Linked DNA regions of Mus musculus: all the other regions are linked to region 2. A link is a contact called in public HiChIP or PLAC-seq, Micro-C and promoter capture Hi-C data. All regions are on one chromosome and are shown on one strand. Each heading gives the region's core, a stretch centred on a gene start, on an enhancer-like site or on the middle of the called end of the contact. The rest is flanking DNA. Distances are from core to core; before and after follow the strand shown. Region 1 holds the start of Tmem184c (transmembrane protein 184C). Region 2 holds the start of Pou4f2 (POU domain, class 4, transcription factor 2). Region 3 holds the start of Mmaa (methylmalonic aciduria (cobalamin deficiency) type A). Region 4 holds the start of Ednra (endothelin receptor type A). Region 5 holds the start of Prmt9 (protein arginine methyltransferase 9). Region 6 holds the start of Smad1 (SMAD family member 1). Region 7 holds the start of Arhgap10 (Rho GTPase activating protein 10).

Region 1 (2,816 bases), core at 167-2,666, 830 kb before region 2:
AACATGACATCAACAAAGAGGGCCAGAGAGATGTCTCAGCTGGTAGGTGCCTGTCTCCAACCCTGATAGATTCAGCTCAGTCCTCAGCACTCATTATGATGAGAGAGCAGAGCCAACTGCTCCAAGTTGTCCACCTTCAGACCTCCACAACTGGACCATCCCACGAACACACCAACAAATACACCTTTTTTTTTTTTTAAATATAAAGGAACACACAGGGGATGTTTGTAAAATTTTTGCTTTGGTTAAGGAGTAACTTCAGGTCTGGGGATGAAGCTCAGATGGTAGAGTGCTTGCCTCAAATAAACAAAGCCCTGGGTTCAATCCCTGCATTGAGTAAACAGAATGATGGATACACCGGTAATCCAAGCACTGGGAAGTTTGGATGCAGGAGGATCATCCTAGTCTACAAAGCAAAATCCAGAACAGCCTGGTTTACAGGAGATTTTAAGGAAAGAAACAAAGAAAACTTGTAACTTCAAACGTAAAGTTAATTAGCAAAGTCAATTTAACAAGAATCCTTTGGTTCCAGAAAACCGGCTAAAAGCCTATAAAATCCAGAACATAGTTTTTAAGATGGTTTATTTGGTCTGGTCAAGCCCTAGTACCTGCATAGCAGATCTGATTTCAAGAATAAAGTTCTTTCTGGGACTGATGAATATTGGGAAAGCGCCCATTGTAAGTAGGTGCTTTAACTATTTGTTTCTCGACCCGGACCTACCTCCAGTTGTAGCGGCTAAATAAAACCAGTCAGGTTGGTTTAATGTCCACAGACGAAATGTTTTTCAGACCTCAAGCATTAGAAGGCAGACAAAGGAACTCTGTCAACCAGCGGAAGAAAGGGTAGAGGTGCAGGACCCTCTTACCTTCATTTTTTGAAACTTCCAAATGCATATCGGAACCGCGACCAGGATGGTTGTTGCGTAAAAAAGTACCAACAGGGGTCGGATCCATCTCCTCCAGTTACTCCGATTACATGCGCAAGGCATGTTCTGTAACAGATTCTCTTTGAGTAGCTGAATAATCGAACCAAACCAAGAATTTGGCAAGTTCGCTTTTTCGGTTGTCTTCTCCGCTGGCGCCCTATAGGAAAAGATTTACTAGCCGCTGGCGCCGCGTTCTCGGGTCGCTCTGTGTTTGCGGCTGCTGCAGCGGTGGCCGCTCGGGATGCTCGCAGGTGCAGGCTGCATCCTCGCCGGCCAACCCGCATGGACTCAGTGCCGCCGCGGCGTCGCCTCCGCCTCACCTGGAGGTCACCCAGAGTCTCCGCTGCATCGTGACCCCGAGGACTATCAGGGTAAACTAGGGATTCTAGGCACTCGGGGTCTGACCTGCATCTGGTACCCTACCAGCCCTCTCCCTAGTCCAGCTCTGGCAGGCTAGTCTCCGCCCCCGGAAGACCCGGCCCAGAACTTCCTCACTCACGGCTTTGGAACCTCTACAGTACTCATCTTCAGAACTCATCTTCCGCCGACTATTCCACTTCCGTTTCCGATCAGATGCTTGCAGCAAATGATTTGCTCTGAGTTTCAAGCTGAGCTAAACCTTGTCCCGCAACGCAAAGCATTGTGATTGGTCAGTTACGGAGGAGGGCGTGGCTGTAACCTAGGTTACCGAGAGGGCGTGGCAAGGGCAGGAAGGAGAGTAGCGGCGGATTTCTGGCATCTCTAATTTACCTAGTCTAAGTGGTTCCCTAAAAGGGCTCCGAAAGTTGTAGGAACTGGGGACGTTTCAGAAACACCCGCTACATTCCTGAGACTTTACTCCATCTAAAGAAAAGTCATAGTGAGGGGCAGTCACTGTGGAGTGGAACTTGAAATAGCTTTATTTTTCTCAGAAGGCTTCCCAGTTGTCTTTAGGGGTGGAATGGGAAGCCCGCTGGAATAAGACAGAATAGGTTAGATTTCAGTCAGTTGCTAGAGTTTAGGGTCCTAAGGAGGAATTTGTCTGCATAATTTCTAGACCCGGCAGAAGAATCATTCTAAGAATAGCTTTTTTGAAAGTAACCGCCAATATGAAATGTTCACGTTTCAAACTTGAGTTAAAAAAAAAACAAAATCTTATTTAAGATTTAAAAGGTTGGTATTCTGACATCTGTTCTATACACCTAAAGCTTTTAGCTGTATAGCTTTACAGATCAATGACACATGGGATCTTAAATTCTTTCTAAATCAAGGGAACAAGCAAACATCTGAGTCCCGACTAGACACTGAACACTGCATATATTGTCATTTTCTGAAATCAAACACTAACTTCTCTACCCATTTTGTATGAGTTGATCTGCATAAAAGTACCGAGTAGCGATGGGTAGTTTTCTGTTTCACAGATGAGAAAAGTGTCAAGTGATTAATAGTACCTATTAAGTAATAGAGCTGTTTTCTCTGACTTTGGACTCTGCTTGATGTTTAAATATTTGCCATCACCTGCAACCAGGGGACTTCTGCCTATTAGCCATCTGGACAAAATGTCATGGACCAGAGTCTCAAAGTATACAGATGAAATCACATTCCTCAGTTACCAGAGCCTGGAGTCTGACTTCTGCAGTCTTTCTCCTGTGATCTCCATTTTGCACATTTCCTTAAAGGGGCTGTAGGACTTTAGTTTGGTCTACACTATAAGTTAAAATAGTTGGTTTTAAGGAAATTCCTAACCATTAATGAAATCTTGGTATACTGTTGAAGTTCAGAAAATTAGGGAAAACTCTTGCTTTACAGCTTATCACCACTACTTATTTCTTGGCAAATGGCAGTCTTTTTGGATAGGCTGTCTAACAGGACTTGTTTCTGTGTGTCCAGCCACACTCTTACTGCTTCTGA
Region 2 (2,921 bases), core at 239-2,738:
TGCGTCGCTGCTTGAAACGCTCGGCGAACGCCTCCAGGTCCCGCGGGTCTGCATCCACGTCGCTCATGCAGCCCATGTGCGAGGGCAGCCCATGTGCGTGGGCCATGCTCAGGGCTGCTTGGTGCATGGGGTTCATGGTGGCCATGTGTGGTGCGTGAGCCGGAGTGGACACCACCGTGCCGTCGGGGCCCGCCATAGCTCCCAGGGCCAGCCCGGGGCTTAGGTGCTCAAGCAGCTCGCCCTCCAGCGCCTGGTGCGGCTGGTGATGGTGGTGATGGTGGTGGTGGTGGTGGTGATGGGTGCCAGCCAGAGCGGACGGGTGCGAGATGGGCACAGAAGAAGAGGAGGCTGCCGACGTGCACGGGATGGTGTTCATGGTGTGGTAAGTGGCGTCCGGCTTGAAGGGGCTGTGGTGGGGCGGATGGTGGTGGTGGCTCTTACTCTGGGAGACGATGTCCACGGCGGCCAGAGCCTCGGCACGGGCCAGCAGACTCTCATCCAGCCCGCCGAATATATTGCTCTGCAATTGTAAGTAGAAGGCACACATTACGCTCAGCAGGGAATTGTGAGCGCTCTCTCCGGAAGCCCCCGGCCCAGGGCTCGCCACCGCCACCGTGCCTACAGCATTCCCAGAACGTTAAAATAATAATAATGACAGTGATCCTGAAACTCGGCAGCGAGAAGAGAGGGGAAGCCTGCGCGAGAAGCCAATGTGCAGGGGGAGGAAAAGTGAGCCACAGACAACACAACACAACACAACACAACACGCGCACAGGCAGCATCCCAGGTCATAAAAATTAATATGAAAGGCAAGACCCGTTGAATACTTAAGAGAGGGGGGATTGGTTGGAGGTGTGGGGTGATTTGCTGTGCAGACATGAAAAAAACATCAAGCAGATAAAGGAGGCTGTCAAAATGTGCCTTTAAGCGGTGATTATGCAGACATACGCACCGGTGGGGTTGGAAGACAAGCTCTCCGCATCGCCTCCGAGCCCCCGCCGCCGCCGCTGCCGCCGCTGCCACTGCTGCTGGAACTGCTGCTCCGGCCGCCGCCGCCTCCGCCTCCGCCGCCACCGCCGCCGCCGCCAGCGTTGCTGGAGCTGCTAGGGGAACTGGCCGAGGGCGCCGCGGGCGCAGAGGAGCCCGGGGAGGCACTGTGTAGCGCCGAGTACTTGGGCTCCACGTGCAGGCTGCCTGCGTGAGGCATGCTGAACGCCTGCTTGCTGTTCAGGGACATCATCATCATCTTTCCTTGCGCGGCGCGCTCGTCGCTGGCGCACTCCGGTCCCAGCTACCCGACCCTCCGGAGAAGTACCCGGCCGGAGCAGCAGAGGGAACAACACTGCAAAGTTGTGCTCAGCCGCCACTGCTTCCAGGCCCGGTTCTCCCAGTGTGGCCGCTAGCTCCGCTCCTGTGTCTCCCGCTAGGTCTGCCCGAGAGGTTGCCCTGCTCCGGGTGGCTCTGGCTTCAGACCTCAGCACCCCAAAGTGCCCCAGCTCATCGAGGCGGTGGAGTTATAGTCCCCTCTTCCCGCGCCTGACCCCCGCCCGCCCTCCCCCTCCTTCCCTCCCCCGCCCTCTCCTGCCAGGACGCACTGCTCTGGGTGGGTTTCTCCCCGCCCTGGCTCCCCGCAGGCTCCGGTCCTTTCAGTTCTCCCTGCACCCGCCCCTCTCTCTCTGCCACGGGACCCGCAGCCTTCCCTGCCCCGGCAGGCGCTCTGCTGTTACCACTCCTACGCCGCGCCTGCAACTCCTGATTCTAATCGCGCCCCAGCTCAACCCCACCCAACTAGCCAGGTCGGTGCTTCGGGCCACCCCCACCCGGCAGTGCCAGTCACCTAAATGACAGTCTCCAGATCTTCCCGCCTCCCTCGGGAAAAAAAAAAAAAAAACTCCCCCTAAAAGTTGCGTTCCAAGCCAATCTTGGAAGCGACTAGCCCTGAACTGTGAGGTGCACCTTACCTGGCCACCTGCTCTCCTGCCCTCTGCTTACCACTAAGTTTCAGGGGCCCTCCCCTCCCGTCAGCTCCAGTGACCCTGATTCCCCTGGATGAGGATCTAGACGCTGCGGCGACCCGGGTCCTCTGCTCTGCTCTGAGCTCCCGCCTTGATGCGTGCTGAGGTCAGCCCCGGGCTTTGCATCCCACCGCCCGGCGGGTGCCTAGTGCAGAAAGACGTGGGTCTGCCCGGCTGCAGGGCTTCCTCTCCCTCGATTTCCCTCAGCTCTCAGCGGATTGGACAGCCACACAGCCCGTTAGTGTCCTCTATGCGCATGCGACTCCCCCCTTTATGAGCATATCACCCTCTAACACATGTACAGATTCCTCTCCTCCCACCCCCTTCTCTTTTTCCACCTCCTCCCTATGTCCAGTACAGGGTGAGCTGGGACTTGGGAGGATCTCCTGGCAAACCCTGACTCTGGGATGTATTATTCTTCATTAGCTACAATCAAAGGGAAAGGAGCAACTGACAGGACGAGAAGGGCCAGAAATACAGAGCGCATGTGCTGCCGAATGCCACTAACACCGTGTACACGTACACACACACACACTCACTCACTCACTCAAACGCGCGTGCACACACACTCACACAAACACACACACTCAGACTGGCGTAAGTCCCACTTATCTTCATTTCTACAGTCACTGTGTGCAGAGACTATTTTTTGCTTACACTTTGCTCCCACTTTTGTGCTAGTGCAAACCACTTTCCTGGAAGTGAACACACATTCTGAGTTCCAGTTCAAAAGCAGACAGTGTGGCCCACTCCCCAGCCCCAACCCCCCCAAACACAACCTATTTCCTCTCCTTCCCATCCTTCCCCTCCGTCCTGCGGCACTTGGGGCTACCCTCGCCTTCCAGAGCGCGGAAAGACACTAGGTGCATATACCGATGAGGACCTGCGGGTGGCTGGTCCGGGACA
Region 3 (2,986 bases), core at 403-2,902, 860 kb after region 2:
ATGAGAAACACTGCCCTTCTCCACTCTTTCTCCAGTGCCCTTGGACTGCTCAGTAAGATCCATCTTGGAACATGAATCTAGCTTCTTCTGTTCAAATTCCTCCGCGTCCTAGCACAGTGATCTCCCAAACCAGACCAGGAGTACCTGTGAGAGGGAACGCTCAGGCCCCACTCCAGGCATTCTGACTAGGGGAGTGGGCCCCCACTGCAAGCATTCTTAAGCCTTCTGTGTGACACTGATGCCCTAGAACCAAGTCCAATAGTCTGTTTCTGCTGCACAATTTTCTCATACTCTCCTTTCAGACCTCCTTCCTCTAAGGAGACTTGGTCTTCCAAACCTAGTACTTACTTTCCCAATTTCCCACATTCCAGATTTAACTGGTCTCATCTTTCCTCTTCTACAACATTTCTCCTCTGCTTAAATCCACTCTTCTCTTAAATCCTCTCCTGATGATCCTGGCTTTGGGGAAATCTTTCTTCTCTAAATCAAATTATTCTGAATACTAACTTAGGTGATACCCGGCTCACAGAGGGTGCTTGTTAACTCAACCCAACACCAATCACATTAAAACCAACGGGAGGATCACATAAAAATATAGATACTTGTTCCTTATTCCAGAAAACTCAGATCTCTGTAGAAGACCCGTGGCAATGAATGATTTTAAAGCACTGATTTTAAAGCAATGTTCAACACCTTTCTTACATACAGCAAGACTAAATGTCTACTTTTCCCACATGACATCAATCAGCTGGGGCAAATTCCAACCATTCACTTGCTCCATCCATTCCAAATATATTCTTATGACACCCTCACATTTTGTAATCACCATTTACGTTCCTCATGATTATATAACTTTCCATGTTTATAGTCTCTAATAGGAAACAAAGCCTTAAAAGAACCATCCTAATAAAAATACTATTTCCTTGAATATATTTACTTCGTCAAAGAACTTTCGAGACATTGTAGATAACCCTCCAAACGTTTTGTTTCTCCTGGAAATTGGTTTTCTACTAGCTTAGCCACTTTTTATAGTTTCTTTGTTCTCCAAAATATATGCAAGGGAACTGTTAAGAAAGGCGACAGTAAGAAACCCTTTTCTTAGGCTCTCCTTCATTTTTCAAATGAGAAACATATCTGAAGTTGGCATGTCTTCTGTGGAACGCTACCGGCGCGGTCGCGACGGTGTTTGGCAACCCAGACACCGCTTTGTGACTCCCAGTGAACCCTGCTTTATAACCTGCAAATCTGTATTCCTTCCCCTCTGAGGGGTCTGCTGCTCCCTTCCGCAGGCGGAGCTCCTTAGCACTGAACAGCCTCCGGGCCTGGCTCCTTCCGCGCTGCCCGAGACGAGCTCACAAACCGGCCCACGAGAACCTGACAGCAGCGACTGCGACGCCTTTCTTATGTAAGGAAAAAGCGCTCAGTCCCTTCCAGTCCTTCCTGCAGGCCCCACCACATCCACCCCGCCCCCGACTCAGCCACATCCTCCTCGGCTGCCCCCCGCGAGCCTCCAGGGGGCGCCCCCGACAGCGGGGCTGACCCCGGGCGGAGGACGCACCGCGGCCCCGACTCCTGGCCTCCGCGCGCACCGGGCCCCACACTCACCCTCGCGAGGCCGCGCAGCAGAGCACCGCCCCTTCCGCCCACTGCTCCCGCCCTGCTCGCTCCTTCCGCCGCCGGCGGCACGCAGGCGTAACGCGACGCCCCGCGCAGGCGCAGTCGCTTAGCGAAGGCTGTCCCGCGGCGGGCGCAGGCGCGGGTGGCGGGGTGTGCTTGGGCGGGAAGTGGGTGGTGAGGGCCGCTCTGGGCTCAGCGTTCCCCACCTGGAATGCGTCCTGGCTTCGGCTGGCCCGGCCCAACCCTCAGCGGCCGCGGTGCCCAGGCCCACTCCTTCCGCGCCTGGAAACGTGAGACGGGTCACTGAGGACGACGTAGGCAAACTTTGCAGAGCACGTTGCCACCTGTTGGAGTAGCCGCTCCAGCCCCAGTCGAAATGCACGGCCGAACAATGGCAGTTCTGAGTGGCTCAGGGGCCCACACTTTCTTTAAAACCGATGCACTCGTAGTAATATTTCTTATGCCCCACATCCAGAGGCCTGTGCTCACCACCTCAGCAGTGCCCGGGGAGGTTCGCCAGGCGTGGGCAGGCTCTCCCTTGAAAGCACCTGACCTGGTTCTACCTTGCACTGGGGCTGAATGGTAATTAATTTTTTTATTTGTGTTTTTGAGATAAGGTCTCTCTGGCCGACCTGGAACTCCCTAAAACCATGCTGGTTTACATACTACCTGGCTCTGCCTCACAAATGCTGGGGTTAAAGGTGGGCCCCACCGCGCCACACTGTAGCTAATTTAAAAAAAAAAAAATTACTGAAGTCATGAGACCTACAAATTTCAGGCAGTCCAGAAGGAAAGTGTGTGGAGACAGAGAAAGGTACGATAGTACGTTAAAAACAGGCAGCTTAAACAGCAGCGGTAAGTGCTCCTTTAACTCGTCCACCGTAAGTTTTAAATGTTTAAAAGCAAAGTTGTTGGGACTGGAGCTATGGCTCAGAGATTAACATTAACGTAAGAACATATTGGCTGCTCTTCAAAGGAGCCAGATTGGGTTCCCAGTGCCCACAGGGAGGTTCACAGCCATCCAGTTCCAAAGAAATCACTGCCCTCCTCTGGCCTCTGAGAACACCAGGCACACATGTAGAGCACATTCCTACTTGTAGATACATAAAAATATTTTTGAAAATTAAAAACCAGTGAAACTTTGTACCTAGCAATTATTAAAACATTTACAAAGAAGAAATACAAAATTCATGATACAGTAGTTTTCTTACAATCTGACCTTAACAAATGCTGCACCATGTCTAAGAGCACTGGGAAGGGTTTGGAAATGACCTCGTTATTACAAATATCATATTTAAGTCCATATATTAAGGCTTGGGAATTCACCAACCAACTTACGTAATGCATATAATCTTTTGGTTACTGCTCA
Region 4 (3,099 bases), core at 598-3,097, 710 kb before region 2:
AGCTCAGTGGTCCTCATTGCCACAGGTACTGAGAAAGCTACAGTCATGGCTTCCTATCAGGGTGTGAGCCAGCTGCCAGTAAAACCTCTTTCCTTCCTTCCTTCCTCCCTCCCTCCCTCCCTCCCTCCCTCCCTCCCTCCCTCCCTCCCTCCCTCCCTCCCTCCCTCCCTCCCTCCTTCCTTCCTCCCTCCTTCCCTCCCTCCCTCCCTTTCTTCCTTCCTTCCTTTCCTTCCTTCCTTGCTTCCCTCCAGCAAAGACACTACCAAGAACTCATTTCTCTTGACACCTCTTGTCAGCTCACCACATCTAAGGGACATCTGTCAAAAACATGTGGATGCCATATTGTTACAGAGTGAAAAACACAAAACCAAATAAAAGAAACCTCTTTCGAATCCATGCTTTCCCAAGGACGGATCTGTAGCTCATTTTGGTATATTTCAGTCAAGCTTTGCCGGGCATCTGGCTCTAGAGCCAGAGCTCTAGAGAAGCAACTCACATTCAGACCAGAAGGACATGTCTATGGAGTCAGCATCTTTCCTTTTGTGGGTCTAGAGTTTGGTGGCATACAAAAGCTGACCCCTTAGTGCTTTCCCTAGTTAATACATCAGATTCTCAGAGCAAATGTCCACTTGCCATTAGTAATTTGGAAAATCCAACGGCGCCCAAACCGCACACATACTTAGGGCAGGTAATTTACATGGTATGGTTGCCAAGGTGTTTCATAGCCAATCTTTAAAAACAGATGAGTTGATGGCTGTGTGGGAATCAGAAACAACTACAAGAAGAAAAAAAAAATTAAACCAAGAACTTTTTTTTTTTCAAGTTCTCTGTGGTTTTGTTCTCTGGAGAAGACAAATTATCCACTCTCCTTGGACACATCCTCTGACTTTCATATGCTTTCGCCCCAGGTCTGCTGGGGTGAGGCCACTAAGGGTGGTGTAATCAGAGGTGGCTTATCTACAAACAGTTCCAGGGTTCTGCACATGAAAGACAAGAAGTGCCCTTTAAAGGACAGGACAGCACTGAGCAAATCGCCCAGACCTCCACCAGCAGGCAGATTTCCAACCCCAGCTGCCATCGTGGTGTGAGGAGGGCTCCACAGAGGTTGGTTCTTCACAGTAAGTGTCCTTGGCACTCAGGGTGCAGGATAGGAAGAGACCAACTTCACCAGGAGGCTTTGGAGCAAGCGCCCTGGGCCTTGATGCGCCTGAAAGCTTGTGTGGAGAAAAAGATCCTCCCACTCCCGGCTCCCCTTTCCTAAAAATCCGAGACAAAGCTCAATGGTCTTGTCCGGTGTCCACCCCCACTCCCCCCAGTGTTCGTCTCCCAGGAAAGCGCCCCACACTGGGCGTCCCGGGAGGTAAGTGCCAGGCCGGTCTGTTGCGTTTCCCTGGAGCTGCGAGACACCCCTGCTCCTCCCAGCAGATTGCCCCGGCAGCGACCCTATCCCTAGTTCCAGCCCTGGTTCCAAAAAGAAAGACTTGCACCGACCTTAGAGCTCCTCGGAAGCAGACAGCTCCAGGTCCGCGCACGGGCCAGCCGGAGCCTGAGCTGGAGAACGAGGGTGGCGCGCAGGGTGGCGGGTGACCAGGGCTGCAGCACAGTCTCAGCTCGGGGAAACTTCCCCGGACAGCCAGGCTTCTCTAGGGGGAGATCTTGCTCAGCCTGCAAGCTCCAGCGATGGTCCGGTGGATCAGAGAGAGGCTCCCCACCTCCTAGACACAGTTGCCAGACTAGAAGGGATGGGTGTGCGCGCGAGGCTCCCAAGGAAAAGCAAACTCCGGAGGAACACGCCTCCCGCGATCTTCCTTAGACTCCACAGGCTCCTAGACCTTCCTCTCTACTCTGGGACCTAACTGCAAGAGCGCTATCCCGCCTGCCCTCCAGGGAGCAGCCACCAAGCTGCAAAGCTGCTGCCCCCGCCAGGCCCTGAAGGGCAGGGATCTTTAACTATTTCCTTCCTGAGAAGTTGGTTAGTCTAGGATGGGTAGGATTGAAAGTAGAGAGCAACAGACCAGACTCAAGGTTGTGCCCTGTTTTAGGAAGAAACTCGAGGCACTTGAGCCCGTGAGTACGGGAGAGTTTGATCAGCAGGGGAAGCCAGGGAATTTGGGCTGTGTCTCCTGTCAACTTTGCTTAGCTTGTTAGCACTCCTCACCTTAGAGGAAGTTATGGAACCCAGGTGGACAGCATGTCTTTGGCTCAAATTTGACCTGCAAGACCACTAAGCCTTAGCCCAAGGCAAAAGGGAGCTGGGGAGTCTGTGGAAGGGTCTAGGGTGTGCTCAGAGAAATGATCATGTCTGACAATGAATGGGGAGACCCTTCAGAAGGCAGTGTCTTTATCACAGAGTGTGTCAAGTCACGATAAGATGGGGAGTGGGAGGAGAGATAAGGGCCAAACATCAGGGCTCCTGGGGAAGAAGGCTTGGCTGTACGGATGCCCTAGGACCTCATTGGTTCCCTACCGTATCTATAGTGGAATTGGACCTCAGTTTGTTCTAGGACCTCTAGGAGAAGGGAGAGACAGGACTTATATCTAGCCCCTGGGAAAGAATTTTAGCAACAGCTTCCTCATAGTGTGGTGGCTAGATTCCAAGAACAAATATCCCAAGAGAAAGGACATAGAAACTGCCACCTACTTAAGGCCCAGGTCCAGATAGTGACACAAAGGGGCTTCTGCTTAATTCTGTCAGTCACCAATTCCAGATTAAAGGGTGAGGGCACAGAGACCCTACTTGACAGGGGTCATTTTGTAAAACTGTCACAGCCATCAGCAGAACACCTCGGTGGAAAGGATTTTAATATTCTTCTGGGACTGTTGGAGCAGGCATTACCCTGTCCACTAATCTAGTGTTTATCTAGCGTTTCTCTAGGAAGGATCCACAAAAATTGTCTCAGTCAGCTCTGAAGGGGTACGCTTTTGTGGCGACAGCTTGGCAGGCTGACATTATTTTCCAGGAAGAAAAGTTATTGCCTTCTTCCAGAAGACTGTTCATAACTTGGTATGTGAAATGTTCTGGATCCCAGGCCCTCTCACCCCGTGACTAGGCACGTGGACAGTGCACCATCTGTGTAACTGAACATGTCTGTCAGGCTA
Region 5 (2,761 bases), core at 189-2,688, 890 kb before region 2:
TTTACCCACAGTAGGTAAGTTTTTCTACCCCAATTAAAGCAATCAAGATAATCACCCACAGCTATGACCAAAGGTTGGACTCTGGGTGAGTCTAGATTCTGTAACATTGCAAACCAAAGTCTCTGTCAAGGACTGGGCTGTGTCTCTCTACCCAGCCTCAGTCTATCACCTCTAAATTATACAGGATGCAAATAACATTATACATCTTTGGTTAAATGTTTACGGGAGTAATAACATTTTTTAAGGTTTAGATAATTTCTAAATGTTTCTAGATAATGCCAATTAATTACATTAACTATGTATATATAAGTAAAATGCTTTTCTAGATTATTACATTGTATAGTTAGAGCACCCTTATGAATTAAGCCAGGAAGAGAGCTTTATTAGGTCTGTCTGAATGTCTCAAGGGAGGGATGCTAGACTGGAACGAGAAAACCCTTCCCACAAGCCAATTAGTCTTTATGTTCTACTCAGTTCCATTAGGTATAGAGGCCTGCCTCTGTATTTCCATCTCACTAAATACTGTATAGTTAAATCCTACATTGCTTAATACACAAAGCATCAAACAAGGACGATATGAATAGCTAGGAAAATACATAGGCAAAATTAAAGAGCAGGAGAAACACTTTTCATCAAGTGCAAGATATATTAAAATTGTCGTTCTGTACATATTCAAATAATTGTGATTAGTTCCTGTCTTCGAAGACCTTTCTTAGGTACATAGGTATCTGCTTACAAGAGTGGATCAGACAATAAGATACTAGAGAAAGCAAAAAGACACATAAAGGATGGACTTGGGAGAACTGGAGAATTTTAGCTTAATATCCAAAATGGTGTATCCTCCATTTCACATTGTTAACCACTGTATGCACCGCTAATCTCTTCAAAATGGGAACAAAAAATAGCTTTCGCTATAATTTCTATACATTGCTTTAAAAGTTTGGATTTATATCTTAGAGGCCACACTTGACATCAGTCTTCTTTGTTAATGTGCATGTCATCAGGAAATTCAGACTCGGCCGTACCCATCCCACTGTTCAACCTTGAAGCAGTTCTCCGTGATGGCCTTTTCCTTTTTTTTTTAGAGTGTGATCCCAAGTTCCACCTCACTGAGTTTTGTGAGAATACTTAATACTAGGAGAGTACACAGTGATTAATTTAAGGAGCTTTTATTTCGTTTTGCAGTAGTGAGTCTGGTGCGATGAGATTCAGAAGGCCTGGAGCTTCGCACAAGCAGGACTAGAGCAGGGTTTGGAATTCGCAGCCGCACTCTCCAGGAGGCAGAGAGAGGGTGGAAACCTTTGGTTGCAGTCTGCCAAAAAACCCCATTCCAGAAAATGACTTTACAGCCTAGTACTCCAAGACCATAGTGGGCCGCGGGGCGCTCCCTGGTGTGACGTCATCACAGCGCTTCGCCGCAGGATGCGCGCGCAGCCCTGTCCGCCGCTGGGAAGGCGGGGCTTCCTGCTGTGTGCACCCAGTGCCTCTGTGCGTCCAGTTGCTGCGACCGGCCCAGGGAAGCGCGCCGTGGAGACTCTTTTCCCGGACGAGGCCATCCTCCTTCGTGGGCTTCCGAGCGAGACTTATCCATGCCGAACTCGAGGCCCAGGCCCCGCCGGGGCGCCGGGGGTGGCGCAGGTGCGGCCGGCCGGGACCGGCTGGTGGCACGGTCCTTGCAGAGTGCTGAGCACTGTCTAGGTGACCAGGACTTCGGCACTGCTTATGCCCATTACCTTCTGGTGCTCAGCCTGGCGCCAGAGCTAAAAGACGACGTGAAGGTGAGGCCTTATTTTTTTCAGTGGCTAGCAAATCCTGTGATCTGAGCAGGAACAACAGGGTATGGTGTGTGTGTGTGTGTGTGTGTGTGTGTGTAACAGAGACGAGAGACAGGGAGAGACAGAGACACCGAGACATACAGAGACAGAGACGGACTCTCCAAGCATCGAATTACTATAGCCTACAGCCCATCTCAATACAGCCAGGTTTTAGTAACAAAAGTCAAAAGTTGTCACACATCTGTTTCAAAATTTCTGCCTCACTTAAGATTCCAAAGGCCTTTTAAATGGGATAGGACTGGGTAGTTCTTTTTCCCCTCCAGTATCTAATTTAAATTAGCCCTGCCTTGTAGGCGTTGCATTATCTTGTGTAGAAAGAATGCTGTGTATCCTGAGGTTGGATAAAGTGTTCAGTCATAAGGAACTTTTAATATTTGTTGATTCGTCTTACTTGCATCAGTTAACCGGTTGAACTACTGTATTTTTTTTTTTTAATGTTAGAATCTCAATTTCAAAAAGTAACTTAATTGCATATACAGTTTTAAGCTGTGGACAGTCTTGCTTTGTTTAGTCCAGAGTTTCTCAACCTGACACTGGTGACATTTTGCACCAGACAGTCCTGTGTCTTCCTTCCTGTTTCACAGCACGGTTTGTCCTCTGCCCACTAGATGTCAGTAGCATTAGGCTTTTGTAGTCCAAAGAAATTTCAGGACCTGTTGGTTTACTTGGAAATATGCTAGTATGTTGGGTCGTTTGTTCCTCTGTGTAGAAAGTAGTAGAATAGTGTGTGTTCCTCTGTGTAGACAGTAGTAGAATAGTGTGTGTTCCTCTATGCAGACAGCAGTAGAATAGTGTGTGTTCCTCTGTGTAGACAGCAGTAGAATAGTGTGTGTTCCTCTGTGTAGACAGCAGTAGAATAGTGTGTGTTCCTCTATGCAGACAGCAGTAGAATAGTGTGTGTTCCTCTATGCAGACAGCAGTAGAAT
Region 6 (3,024 bases), core at 395-2,894, 960 kb after region 2:
TCTAACTGAAAACGAGGAAAGCAGAGATGGAGAGGGCGAACCCAAAAGCCAGTCCAGTCTATTTAGGCCTGGCACCTACATCACAGTAACGCTGGTGCAAAACATAGGCGCACCAATTGAAAACACCCAGGCAGTGGACACTGCCTCTGCCTTGACTCTTTGTGAATTGTTCCAGCACAGCTCATCAGCTTCCGGTACAACTTACAGTGGTAATTATAAACACGATGAAAAATGAACCTGGCCAGGGAACAGTTTTCTCATTGTGCTGAGGTGTGGGCACATTATCCACCACAGGCCCTTAGAGAGAGATTGATGCTGTGAAGGGCATGCTGTGAATCTGCTCCAAAAACAGGAAGGCATTACATAAACCAAGCAACTCCTTTCAGTCCGTGCTTTGAAAACTTCAGATGTCACCCAGGAACCCAAGAGAGGGGGAAGAGGCCAGGGGTTGACAACAAGCATTCTACAACGATGCTCTCTTAGATGGCTGTGGCATAGGCGGCGATTTTCAGATGGAAAGCTCTTGGCTGGATTACTTTGTACCGTGCATTTAGAAAAACTACATGTGCCTCCGAATAAACAAAAGCCGCGACTACCATACTGTCTGGATGTAGCCGGTGATGGTCCCTCCTGGCTCCTCCGAGCACCTCGGGGAGACGCTGGCCCCGCAGCCTTCGCACGCAGTCCGCAAAGCGGCTGCACAGGCCCGCGCTCTCACGCCCACCGCCCCCACCCCGCGACAGAAACACTAACAAAGACGGTCTGGACGAGAACAGTTGTTCTCGGCGCTCGGAACGCGCAGTGAGGCAATCGAATCCGGTAAAGGGAAAGGAATGAGGCGACACTGGGCGACGCAGGGGGTGTAGGCGGAAGGGGGCGGGGGGGGGGGGGGGGAGACGCGAGGCCGCCAGACCTTTGAATAAATCAGAGGGAACTACGCTACGAACTTTCCTTAACCCCGATCCCCAAATCAGGCTGTGTGGGGACCCACAGGGGTGCGCGCGTCCATCCAGGGAGACCCGAGCTGAGCGCAGCGCTGTCCCCGCGAGGGTCCGCAGGCCGGGGCGGGGACACAATGGGGCTGCGGCCCGATGCGGAACGGGGGTCCCCGGAGAACTGGACACGCCCGACAAAGACGCGGGGAGGCAGGGAGGTCTGGCGGCAGGTTCGCGGCCGCGAGGCGCCATCATGGGGGGGGGGGGGGACTGCGTCCCGGAGCTCGTCCCAGATTTCCTTCAGCGCGGGTCCCCCGAGTCCTCCCGGATCCTCCCCGGAGCCCGTCCCAGATCGACCCCAGAGCCCGCCCAGAATCCCCTCGGAGCCTGTCCCCGATCCTCCCCCGGAGCCCGCCCGGGATGCCCCCCGGAGCCCGCCCAGGATCCCCCCCTGGAGCTGGTCCCTGTCCCGGTGCGCCCCGCGCGGCACAGGACAAGTCTGTCTCGAGTCGGCTCGGGTACGCTCGGCTTTACCGGCTCGGCGGCGCGCCCATCCGCAGGGACGCACGAGACCCGGCGCCGGGTCCCGTGCTCCGATCCGCTCCCGGCCGCCGTCCCCGCGCTCTGCTTAGCTCCGGGCCGCCGTCCCCGCGCCTCGGCCCCGGCCTCGCCTTGGTGCGCCCGCTCGCTCCCCGAGCCTGGATTGATCTGGTCGCGCTGGCGTCAGGCAGTCGGAACCGCCCAGCCTCCACAGCCCGCCTGCCAATACCCGGCGCACAACCCGCCTGCCGCTTGCCCTCGCTCACACGCGCACCGCGCGCGCCCGCTGCCGCTTAGGGATCCTCTCCAAATTACCGGCCCGCGCCTTCCTCTGACTCTAGTCCCTGCCTAGCTGCCAGTCAAATTCCAAAGCCTGTGTTATTTTCTGAAAAGTTCTCGAACACGACCATCGAGCCCACTCAGTCGTCCTAAAAACGCATTTTTAAAGGCCCTGCAATCACTGACTCAGTGATTTACCGGCCCTTCATGTAGCATGAGCCTCAAATTGGCTGACCTGTTAACTACTAGGTAGATACATTTATTTCCAGTATGTACCCTTCCTGCGGCAAATGACAGAAACCATTTGTATGTTTGTTAAAAGGTCTCGTAGCCCAGGATGACCTCGAACACGCTTTGAAGGGGAAAAGGCCTTGAACTTCTCTTCCTCCAGCCTCCACATCCTCAGTGCTGGGATTACAGGGCTGCACATATTTTTATTTATAAGGTTCTGGGAATCATCGAACCCATGGCCTTATGCATGCTGGACAAGAACTTTACAACTGAACTTCCTTGCTTTCTTGTTTGCCTGGAAATGAGATCTCTCTCTACAGACCAGACTGGCTTTGGACTGGGAAATACCCTTTTAGTACTGTAAATTTGGGTGCAATCTTTTAGATAACAGTTTTGCCCCTATTCCCACCCACCCCCCCAAAAAAACCCACAAAACAAAAATACACACACACACACAAAGGAACTCACATCTTACTGATCTGTTCAGACACCAAAAACACCTTCTTGAAACAATCAACTTTTTTTCTTGGTCAGTTTCTGGAAGTTGGCATGGAATCTTGAACACTTATCATAATGTTGAGTTATGTTTAGAGAAGAACTATTCTAGGAGTAAATGCCCCACAAACCAAAAAAAGAAAAAAATCATTGCCCGCAATATAAAGAAATACCAAAGGCCACTACAAATTAATGACACTCTCCAATTATTCCTGTACCTTTACATGCTTAGCACTCCACTTAAAATTCTTATTAATTATTTAAGTATTATATCTGCATTACATATTTAATTATTCAAAGGAAATGCAACAAATCCCATAAACCCATAAAATGCCATTTATAAATTATACATAAGAATATTCCTGCTAATTAAATTTCTTTCTTCATTAAACTATTTGAGCACTTACTGGTCAATTCTTGGATCTCATCTTATTTTCCTTAAAAGCAGCATTTGACATAGTTGGTTGCTCTCTGGTCCCTTGGGCAACAGTTGGAGTGAGCCTGGCTTAAAGCCACTCAGGGCCATTTCCCTCCCCTGTACAGA
Region 7 (3,165 bases), core at 290-2,789, 920 kb before region 2:
TGCTTCCCAAATTACAGGGATGGCTCCACTAAATTCTTCCCATTAAAAAAAATATTTCAACTCATTCATTAAGTGAATATTAACTAGGCCAGGCACTTGATTGGGTGGATGAGAATGTACACTCAGTACGTTTTAATCTTCCTGGACACAAAACGGTGGGGTGAAAATGTACCTGGGGTGTTTTTTCCAGGGGTGCTGTCTACAAACAAATGGAATAAACGCCCAGAGATGGAGAGTATTGAGCCAGGGAACCTAACCAACCCAAGAGGATAGGTAGAGCACCTATGCTTGGCTCCTGCACTATCAGGCCTTTTAAGGAGGGAAAGGGGTGTTCGCAATAACTCAAGGAATGAATTCAGGGTTCCAGGGTGGCCTGGATGCCAGCACCTGGTCCTGGAGAACGCCCATTTATAGAACATTACAACCGTTTCTGCACAAATTTCAACCAGCCTCTACTCCTAAGACTCACTACAGCTTCGATACACCTCTCTTTCTGTTGTCTTCAGAGGTGGCTTGAGGGTGTGTTAGCTTGCTTGTTTGAATACAGATGGAACTGAGGTGGCCAGCTTCGAGCATGAAGAGTAGAATTTCCTACTCACAGGCACTTCTCGCAGGCCAGAACCTGGAGCAGTCTGCCCACTGACCCTTTCAACCCCTAATCTTTGAACCCGCCTCAGCACAAGACAGAGGAATGTGCAGAAGGCAGCACAAAGCCAGGTAGACTTTCTGGTTTAGCTCACGAGGGACGTAGGTCGGTGCTGTCGCGCAAGGCAGAAAGGGGATACATAAGAGGTGTAACTTAAAGGACTTTTGACGATATCAACTACAGGCAGAGTCCCAAAGCATTTCCAAAAAAAATTACTTGGAAATGTTAGGAGACAAAACTATCAAACTGATTGATGTCTCTATTTTGCGGGAGACTGGAAGCAGCGTTAGGGCGCAGTAAAACCTGACTCCGGAGCAGAGCCTCCATTCGCTCCGGCCGGCGCCAAAGCGTGCTCAGCTGGGCCAGGCGGGAGCCCCGGGGCAGCTCCCACGCACAGCTCCTCGCTCCCGCGCCACCGAGGGCCAGGATCGGGGAAAGGAACGCGCCCGAACCTCCTGGGAGAGGAATGCCCTGGAGCTTATCTTATCCCCTAAGGAATCGCCTATTCCTCCAGCCCGGTCTTAGGAGCACTGAGCCATCCCACTTGGCCGGGGAAGACGATCCTCCCGCCTTCCTCGCCACGCCGCAGCCCGAACGCGAACAGGACCCCGCTTACTTTTGGTGGCAGAGATGAGGTTCTTGCCGTCTTTGATGAGCTCTTTGATGAACTTGTTGGTCCTCTCGAGCTCCGCTTCGTGCGCGCGGATCCTCTCCCGGAACCACGGGCTGTCGAGGTAGCAGTCGCTAAACTCCAGGGGCTGCAGCCCCATGACTGCGGCGGTGCGCGCGGGCGCAGGCCGAGCTGGGCTCCCAGGCGGCGGCAGCGAGCGGCTAGCAGGGCTGAGCGCGCGGCGAGCGCAGCACGGTCATGTCCAGCCCAGCCCAGCGACCCTGGAGAGTACGCGGCGCAGCTCCCCAATCCCGGCAGCCCCCGGCAGCAGCAGAGGCCGCCGCCCGGCCCCGCCCCGCCTCGGGCGCGCCCGCCCCGCCCCGCCCCCGCCCGCACGCCCCTGCTCTCCCGCCCGGGCGCCTTCGGCTCTCCTCCTCCCTGCCCTTCCCCGAACGCCTCTTCCTTCTCTTCCCCACGCGCAGTCGCCCCTCCTCTTCCTTCCGAGGCAGCGGCGATGGAGAACGTAGTCTGTGCCCTCCACCCCCGGACGCCTGCACCTCCCCGATCTCGGCTCACAAGGTCCAGGTGACTCAGGCTGGTCCCCGAAGTGGACGCCTGACCGAACGGGATGGTGGGTTTGTAATAGCAGGCCTCGGTCCCCGAGATCAGACGACTTAAAAGTCGGGGCGGGTGGAAATGATTGACTCATTTTATCTGTGTACCGAAGGAAGGGTGCTTCGCTGTGCAAGGGCTCGCACGCCGGGTGCTCTCTCTCCTTGTCTAATCAGCTGCCTTCGCGGGAATGCTTAACGTCTCCAACTCAGCGTGGACTCTACAGATTCTAGAACATTTTTCTTCGTGTCCATACTGAATGGCTTAGGACAAGGGAGCGTGTGGCTAAACCGCGTTGACCCTGCTTGTGTTCTATTCTGGAGATTAAATTTACACGGGTAGGAGAGGCGATCTGCTAAAAATAGCCCGCCGAAAGTAAATGCCAGACTTTTTGTGGTTTTTCACCATGGGAGGCTGCGTGGACAAGTGTGAATTCGTGTCAGTGCGCCCACAAAACTCCTTTCCTATTCCATGCGTTCTAAAGCAGAACTCAATACCTTCCTCAAATGTATACAGCAAATCTTACACTGGAGACACTTTATCAACTAGCAATTTTTAAGCAATTAACATGTGCCAGGTGCACACATGGCATACATTTTTCACAAACTCACAACACATGTTTACATGTAAAGGTTTAATGATGGTAATAGTACCAGGAAACTTCAAAGTGATTCTTTAAAAACGTTCCGACTGAGTGCAGTAATTAAGAGTTTGTTTGGCCCGTGAGCTGTAGGAGGAGTCTTAACCCTCTGGGAAGCATCTAAATATGCCTACTCTATAAACTCTGTTAAATAACAGCACCATTTGAGTGCCACAGATGAGGCCACTTTAATGTCCATCCTCAGACTTCAAAAGACTTTTACCAATAACTCCTAGGCAGTTTGAAAGGTTCATTTCCTACTAAAATCAGCAAGGAGTCTACCGAGGAAAGAAAGAGGCAAGGGGGAGGGAAAAACTGGAGACTGAATTAGGGCCTGGCAAAAGAGCGAAACACACTCCAGGCTCTGCAGAAACAAAACCCTAAACCCAGGCAGGAATATGGTCTGAGGCTGCAGTAATCCTCGATCCCATAAGCTGAGGCAAGAGGATAGAGAGTTTAAGGCCAACCTGGACTACCTGGTATGAGGCCAGGCAGGGCTACATAGCAAGATCCTGTCTCACAAACAAAGCTGGGGGTGGGGGTGGGAGTGGGGGAGTATTGGCTTGAATAAGAATGATTCCCACACAGGATTGGGCTTCTCTGTTTGAATGTTAGGTCCCTAGTGTGGAACTGTTGGGTGGGGGGGAGGGAGGGGTA

The links. Promoter capture Hi-C pulls out the DNA fragments that hold promoters and counts their contacts. A called contact is a pair of places that touch in the nucleus more often than the background predicts. HiChIP or PLAC-seq counts read pairs in DNA pulled down with a chosen protein or histone mark.
Region 1: a contact with region 2 is called in a promoter capture Hi-C map of embryonic stem cells, with 2.6 times the contacts expected there. The contact joins the promoter of Tmem184c here to the promoter of Pou4f2 in region 2. A contact is called at or near these places in 3 of 39 promoter capture datasets (cranial neural crest, embryonic stem cells and hippocampal neurons), 3 of 115 datasets of contacts at active chromatin or transcription factors (astrocytes, embryonic limb bud and embryonic stem cells) and 1 of 9 other capture datasets (embryonic stem cells).
Region 3: a promoter capture Hi-C map of embryonic stem cells shows a contact between it and region 2, with 2.8 times the contacts expected there. The contact joins the promoter of Mmaa here to the promoter of Pou4f2 in region 2. A contact is called at or near these places in 1 of 39 promoter capture datasets (embryonic stem cells) and 1 of 115 datasets of contacts at active chromatin or transcription factors (astrocytes).
Region 4: a contact with region 2 is called in a promoter capture Hi-C map of embryonic stem cells. The contact joins the promoter of Ednra here to the promoter of Pou4f2 in region 2. A contact is called at or near these places in 1 of 39 promoter capture datasets (embryonic stem cells) and 1 of 9 other capture datasets (embryonic stem cells).
Region 5: a contact with region 2 is called in an H3K4me3 HiChIP or PLAC-seq map of embryonic stem cells, with 5 times the contacts expected there. The contact joins the promoter of Prmt9 here to the promoter of Pou4f2 in region 2. A contact is called at or near these places in 3 of 39 promoter capture datasets (frontonasal cranial neural crest, maxillary cranial neural crest and second pharyngeal arch cranial neural crest) and 1 of 115 datasets of contacts at active chromatin or transcription factors (embryonic stem cells).
Region 6: a Micro-C map of embryonic stem cells shows a contact between it and region 2, with 6 times the contacts expected there. The contact joins the promoter of Smad1 here to the promoter of Pou4f2 in region 2. A contact is called at or near these places in 1 of 484 Hi-C or Micro-C datasets (embryonic stem cells) and 2 of 115 datasets of contacts at active chromatin or transcription factors (astrocytes and embryonic stem cells).
Region 7: a contact with region 2 is called in a Micro-C map of embryonic stem cells, with 2.4 times the contacts expected there. The contact joins the promoter of Arhgap10 here to the promoter of Pou4f2 in region 2. A contact is called at or near these places in 3 of 484 Hi-C or Micro-C datasets (all in embryonic stem cells), 1 of 115 datasets of contacts at active chromatin or transcription factors (astrocytes) and 2 of 9 other capture datasets (embryonic stem cells and pancreatic islet).

The regions. Positions count from the first base shown.
Region 1 is chr8:77,609,237-77,612,052 of GRCm38.p6, forward strand. Tmem184c (transmembrane protein 184C) reads right to left here and starts at 1,417. Exons shown (of 10, transcript NM_145599.4): 1 at 867-1,417. The coding sequence starts at 989.
Region 2 is chr8:78,435,159-78,438,079 of GRCm38.p6, forward strand. Pou4f2 (POU domain, class 4, transcription factor 2) reads right to left here and starts at 1,489. Exons shown (of 2, transcript NM_138944.3): 1 at 953-1,489; 2 at 1-520. The coding sequence starts at 1,246.
Region 3 is chr8:79,293,309-79,296,294 of GRCm38.p6, forward strand. Mmaa (methylmalonic aciduria (cobalamin deficiency) type A) reads right to left here and starts at 1,653. Exons shown (of 7, transcript NM_133823.5): 1 at 1,606-1,653. Gm4890 (predicted gene 4890) reads left to right here and starts at 1,770. Exons shown (of 2, transcript NR_045823.1): 1 at 1,770-2,199.
Region 4 is chr8:77,722,605-77,725,703 of GRCm38.p6, forward strand. Ednra (endothelin receptor type A) reads right to left here and starts at 1,848. Exons shown (of 8, transcript NM_010332.2): 1 at 1,492-1,848. It overlaps LOC108167319 (a long non-coding RNA gene), which reads left to right and starts at 981. Exons shown (of 4, transcript XR_003947564.1): 1 at 981-1,118.
Region 5 is chr8:77,547,959-77,550,719 of GRCm38.p6, forward strand. Prmt9 (protein arginine methyltransferase 9) reads left to right here and starts at 1,439. Exons shown (of 12, transcript NM_001081240.3): 1 at 1,439-1,778. The coding sequence starts at 1,590.
Region 6 is chr8:79,397,784-79,400,807 of GRCm38.p6, forward strand. It overlaps Smad1 (SMAD family member 1), which reads right to left and starts at 1,645. Exons shown (of 7, transcript NM_008539.4): 1 at 1,470-1,645. It overlaps Gm51578 (a long non-coding RNA gene), which reads right to left. Exons shown (of 3, transcript XR_003947567.1): 3 at 2,927-3,024.
Region 7 is chr8:77,516,368-77,519,532 of GRCm38.p6, forward strand. It overlaps Arhgap10 (Rho GTPase activating protein 10), which reads right to left and starts at 1,540. Exons shown (of 23, transcript NM_030113.2): 1 at 1,263-1,540. The coding sequence starts at 1,416. It overlaps 0610038B21Rik (RIKEN cDNA 0610038B21 gene), which reads left to right and starts at 689. Exons shown (of 1, transcript NR_028125.1): 1 at 689-2,211.